Linked DNA regions of Macaca mulatta: region 1 is linked to region 2. Evidence: chromatin contacts called from public Hi-C data. All regions are on one chromosome and are shown on one strand. Each heading gives the region's core, a stretch centred on a gene start, on an enhancer-like site or on the middle of the called end of the contact. The rest is flanking DNA. Distances are from core to core; before and after follow the strand shown. Region 1 holds the start of HADH (hydroxyacyl-CoA dehydrogenase). Region 2 holds the start of CYP2U1 (cytochrome P450 family 2 subfamily U member 1).

The links. A called contact is a pair of places that touch in the nucleus more often than the background predicts.
Region 1: a contact with region 2 is called in a Hi-C map of fetal cortex germinal zone, with 1.7 times the contacts expected there. The contact joins the promoter of HADH here to the promoter of CYP2U1 in region 2. A contact is called at or near these places in 2 of 14 Hi-C or Micro-C datasets (fetal cortex germinal zone and liver).

Annotation. Positions count from the first base shown.
Region 1 is chr5:117,302,659-117,305,358 of T2T-MMU8v2.0, forward strand. HADH (hydroxyacyl-CoA dehydrogenase) reads left to right here and starts at 1,421. Exons shown (of 8, transcript NM_001261209.1): 1 at 1,421-1,653. The coding sequence starts at 1,522. It overlaps LOC114678375 (a long non-coding RNA gene), which reads right to left and starts at 1,320. Exons shown (of 2, transcript XR_013417263.1): 1 at 1,155-1,320.
Region 2 is chr5:117,245,308-117,248,007 of T2T-MMU8v2.0, forward strand. It overlaps CYP2U1 (cytochrome P450 family 2 subfamily U member 1), which reads left to right and starts at 1,262. Exons shown (of 6, transcript XR_001444917.3): 1 at 1,262-1,841. All of the region lies in intron 1 of LOC114678375 (a long non-coding RNA gene), which reads right to left.

The DNA of each region.
Region 1 (2,700 bases), core at 171-2,670, 58 kb after region 2:
ATTGCCTGAACTTTGAATTGTTTGATTTCGATCAGTTTGCGGGCACTCCTGTTAAGGTGTGTACCTCAGTTTATTGCTATTCTCCTCCTCGTGGCCATAACAGTCTCCCTGATGTGTTGTTTCCCCTCAAGAGTCTTAAATGTCTCTATGCAGCCATCCTTTGTACACCAAATGGTGTTATTACAGTTAGAATAACAACATGAAGAAAGTATAATCACTCAACTAATTTGACATTGTGACTTCCATACTGAGACAAAACAAGGTTCTGGTCAATCTCTTAAAAATGAGAGGCTGAACCAAAGCAGGAAACTGTTATTAAATTAAATTTGGCCTAAAGTTGCCTCCCTACCTAGCAAAGTATAATCATACTTAATATGTAAATACACTGCAATGTAACTTGAGAGTATGTTCTTCTAACAAGTGGCCAAGTCTTGGCCAATCACAGCAGCGGAGCTTTTAGCCCGTTACAGGCTGCAAAAAAATCTGTCTATAAACGCTGCTTGCCCACTGTTACCGGCTGGAGCTCTCTGAATCTTTACTGATTCAGGGTACTACCTGATTCATGGTTTCTTCGCTCAGATAAACTCTGCTAAACTTAATTTGCTTAAAGTTTTTCTTGTTAACAATATTTAAACATAAAGCAAATAAATTAATAAAAATCCTATATCATTAAGTTACAGTAATTAGAAAGTATTCACCTGAGTGAGAAGACTGGCCAAGTTGCTATCAAGTCTTCCATTATTTGACAAGACATTTCTTTCTTATGCTTTCTAAAAGTATTGGTTATTCCACAAAGGTTGCTCTATGACCTTAAACCGTCCACATGTTCACTACACTGATAGACGTCCAATGTCAAGATGGGTAACTAAAAGTCAACTCTCCCTTTACCTTCCCTGAGCCTGATTTTTGCATTGGAACTCATGGGTCACTAGACATTTGTTTTGGGTGTTTGCAGTCTAAATTTCTTTCCTTTTTAGGGGAAACAATCACTGTTCACGGGATTAAAATAATCCCGAGTTGATTATTTGGTGACATCAACCAAGGGTGCACATTTTGGGTCCGTTACCAACACAGCCAAGCAGCACATATTTCTTCAGAGCCTAGATATGCACACGTCATCAAAGGATAGCATTTACAAAGTCAGCACGACTCACTTCATTGAACAAGGGGCCAGTGACTTTTCAGAAGAAGGGTCTGTTCTCGGTCCCACACCAGAACGCCAGGCGCCAGGTCCCGCTGCTCAGCAGGTCTCAAGCCCGGACTCACTCGGGCCTGCGGCTGCTGACATGACGAGCCCGCGCACGTATACCCGCTCAGCGCTGGGACTTTACGGCCCAGGCCAATGGGAGGAGCGGGCCTCAAGGCCCCGCCCCGCTGCCTGGTGACGTCACGGTGACGCCAGGGGAGCTCGGGAGGCAGGGCCGCGTAGGTCCCCACCCCCAAAGGCTGGCTTTCCGCTGCTACCCGCCAGGCGCATCTTCTCCGCCCGCGTCTCGTCGCTGTCGCCCCCGCTGCCACACCATGGCCTTTGTCACCAGGCAGTTCATGCGTTCCATGTCCTCCTCGTCCACCGCCTCGGCCTCGGCCAAGAAGATAATCGTCAAGCACGTGACGGTCATCGGCGGCGGGCTGATGGGCGCCGGCATCGCCCAGGTGAGCGGCCCTCTCTGCAGCGTGCCCACGCGCATGGCCGCCCACCCTGAGGTGGAAGCGCTGGCGCGACCGGCCGCGAGGGGCCTGCGCCAGCCCGACACCCGGGAGTTTTCACCCCGCCCCTCCCCGGTGTAGTTGAAATACCTCGCTTCTGGGCCTGTGAGGGCCCAAGTCTCACTCCCCTCAAAATTCAGGGTTCTGGGCCGATCCTTAGTTTCCTCGTTTGGAAAATTCTGGCCGCTCCCAGAGCCCGCTGAAGGTTCCGCGGAGAGTGGCGGTGAATGCATTTTGGAACCGGGCCGTGCGAGAGAAGAATTATATGTGCACAAGGTTCAGGCATAACGCGTTTGCTCCTGCTCGGCTCAAACGGGAGTTTGCTGCCAAAGACGTGAACTGCGATCGATCAGTTTTAATTTTATTTTATCAGTTATTTTTGATTTTTATTCTGTAATTGTGCAGTCTTTGTCAAAGTAGTTTTCTCTCCTAAACGGCCTCCCGGTTCTCCCCGGTCTTTCCTTCGCTTCCTGGGTTGTAAAGACTAGTAATAGTGATGACTTTTGTAACACTTGGTAAAGTCATCTAATGGAAGATTGCTGAGGTCCTGGTTTTGACCTTTGAAACAGTGCCGGCTGTGCAGAGTTCTGAGCTTGCGATTTTGGCTCTGCAGCAGAATAAGTCTCTCTCTCTCTTTTTTTTTTTTCTTTTTTTTTTTTTTTTTTTTTGTGTTTGAGTGGAGTCTCACTCTTTAACCCAGGCTGGAGTGCAGTGGCGCGATCTCGGCTCACTGCCACCTCCGCCTCCCGGGTTCAAGCGATTCTCTGCCTCAGCCTCCCTAGTAGCTGGGATTACAGGCGCCCCGCCCGGCTAATTTTATATTTTTAGTAGAGACAGGGTTTAACCTGGTGGGTCAGGCTGATCTCGAAGCCCTGACCTCAGGTGATTTGCCCGCCTGGCCTCCTGAAGTGCTGGGATCACAGGCGTTAGCCTCTGAGCCCAGCCGGAACAAGTCTCTTACCCGTTGTACATCTTCAGGACTTTTCCGTTGTT
Region 2 (2,700 bases), core at 12-2,511:
AAGCTTAAAATAACATGAAAAGCTTGTCAAAAAGAATATGAGAACAGAGTGGACTTGAAATTTAACATCCTACTGGCATCACTTGTTTATAGAAAAATAAAATGAATCATGTATTTATTTAGAGGATTCACTATGCTTTATTTGGTCACATTTTTATAGGTACAGCATGGTGTTCAAACTTTTCATGTATGGAGAAAAATGAAAAGGCTAGAAAAATGGCCCAGTACAGACAGTTCTATGCTCAACCCAACTTGAACAGAAACTACAGGATTTGGCCTAAACAAGACAGAAAGGGAAGCCCTTATCAGGAAAGCCATTATCTGGGAAGATTAAATAAAGTAAGACTTTGTTTTTAAAGTATTATACAATTCATATCCAATATTTCAACCTTAGCCTTTCAAGTGTTGTCTAACACCAATAATATTGCCACCCTTCCCTCAACCGGTTTTCTTTTTATATTTCTGGCTACTTAAATCCCCCAAGCAAATTCTGGTTTCGCTATTTCTGGATTTAAGTACATTTTCTGCTGCACCCAGGCCACACGCAGGAATGGACACAGCTTTCGCTCTCCGCATAGAAGTTTTCTAGCCCAGGGCAAGTTCTCAGAACGTGACTCCTGCCTCGCTGCCCACCCCTCGCTTCCCCCACTCCCGCCATCATCCCTTCCGCAGCGTCGGCTGCCGAGCCGACACCCACAGATTCTGCATTCCATGGCTTCCCAGCATCCTGCTGCCTCTGCGTGGAGAAAAGGGTGCTGCGAATCCCGGTTTGGATAAAGAACTACACCGAAACCTGCGGGAATATGGCGTTGACCCCATTCTCCCAGCTCAGGGTATAGGTGCTAAGGCCGAGCTATCTCACTGGCCTGCTCACCAGTTTCCCGCACTCAGCACAGATCCTAGCACGGTTTCTGCACTTCGTAACTACGCGTTTGCGTTTGTCAACTGACAAACGAGTGATAATCACAAACGAATGACACAAGCGAATCCAAGAGCCAATCAGAGCGCAAGGTTGTGTTGCCAGCATCCCAGTTTCAGGGACAGTCACCACCAGACCCGACCCAACAAAGGGGCGTAACGGGACTTCGGGGCAAACTTCAGGTTCCGCACCCGCTCGCCCGCCAACCCCCTCCGCCAGGCAGCCCGCGCGTCTCCAGGTTCCGCCCCGGCGTCACTGAATGGAGGCGGCGGGGAGAATGCGCGCGGCACAGCCAATCCGGGCGCGCTTCTACGGCCCCTGCCCGCCCCCGACCTTCCAGGGCACAGCAAGACACTGACGCCGCGGGGCAGGCAGCTGCGTGCGCGTCTCCTCCAGGCAGCAAGGGGAACCCGAGGCCGCCAGCGCCCCGACCATGTCCTCTCCGGGGCCGCCGCAGCCCCCCGCCGAGGACCCGCCCTGGCCCGCGCGCCTCCTGCGTGCGCCTCTGGGGCTGCTGCGGATGGACCCGAGTGGGGACGCGCTGCTGTTGTGCGGCCTCGTAGCGGTGCTGGGCTGGAGCTGGCTGCGGCGTCGCCGGGCGCGGGGCATCCCGCCCGGGCCCACGCCCTGGCCCCTGGTGGGCAACTTCGGTCACGTGCTGCTGCCTCCCTTCCTCCGGCGGCGGAGCTGGCTGAGCAGCAGGACCAGGGCCGCAGGGATTGATCCCTCGGTCGTCGGCCCGCAGGTGCTCCTGGCTCACCTAGCCCGTGTGTACGGCAGCATCTTCAGCTTCTTTATCGGCCACTACCTGGTGGTGGTCCTCAGCGACTTCCACAGCGTGCGCGAGGCGCTGGTGCAGCAGGCCGAGGTCTTCAGCGACCGCCCGCGGGTGCCGCTCATCTCCATTGTAACCAAGGAGAAGGGTGAGCGGGAGCGGGGGCCGGGGGGCGGGGGGCGTGGGCTGTGGGCTGTGGGTATGCGGATGCAGCGGATGAGTCTCCAGGTGCGCGGGGTCTGCAGTTCCTGTGCCCCTTCCGGCCGCGCGCCCCCAGCCTGCCTCACACCTGCATCCTGAACTAACAGGTGTTGCTGGCTGCGGCGCCTCCCCTTCCTGATGCCTTTAAGATCCCATCAAGTAGTGACGGACGCGTGACTTGTTCATACTCCAAGATCAGAAGTAGAAAAGTCATCCGGAGGTTGCGGGAGAATAATAGGGATAGCGGGAGGACAAGGTGGCAAGCCAGGTTCCATCTTTCCAAAAGTAGTCTTCCCTTCCACCAGCTGTGACCTCGGAGAGAAACTTTGGCCCCCATGTTAGAAAGAGGGAAGGATGTTCTTTTTACCTTGTGAGTTTCAAATGCAAGAATTTAAGATATTTTCCAATAAGATAAAAAGTCCAGAAAACACGGTAGAAGCCTATTACCAAATCTCAGGCGCTGGTTCATAGCCTCTGATTCCTGCGTATGGGAGTCTAAATTGGACATTTTTGCGGGTTGGAAAACGTGTTATCTGCTGCAATAAAATGTCCAATCTAACCTGTCTCTACCGTCCCCCTTTGTCTTATTGGCTGGCTTAGGTCTCTGACTTCTTTTCTGAGTCACTCCTATCCATCAGTCAGGTGTTAAATGCCTTTTCCTCGGGGAAGCCTTTTCTCACAGTCTCTCCAAGTAGGGTAGGCTCCCTTATTAGAACTAGGTCCCTTACCCAAGCACTTTTCCTTCACTGCACTTTTCAAAACTGAAGCTACATAACTTTGTGACCTTGGGCCTGGATGTCAGTCTT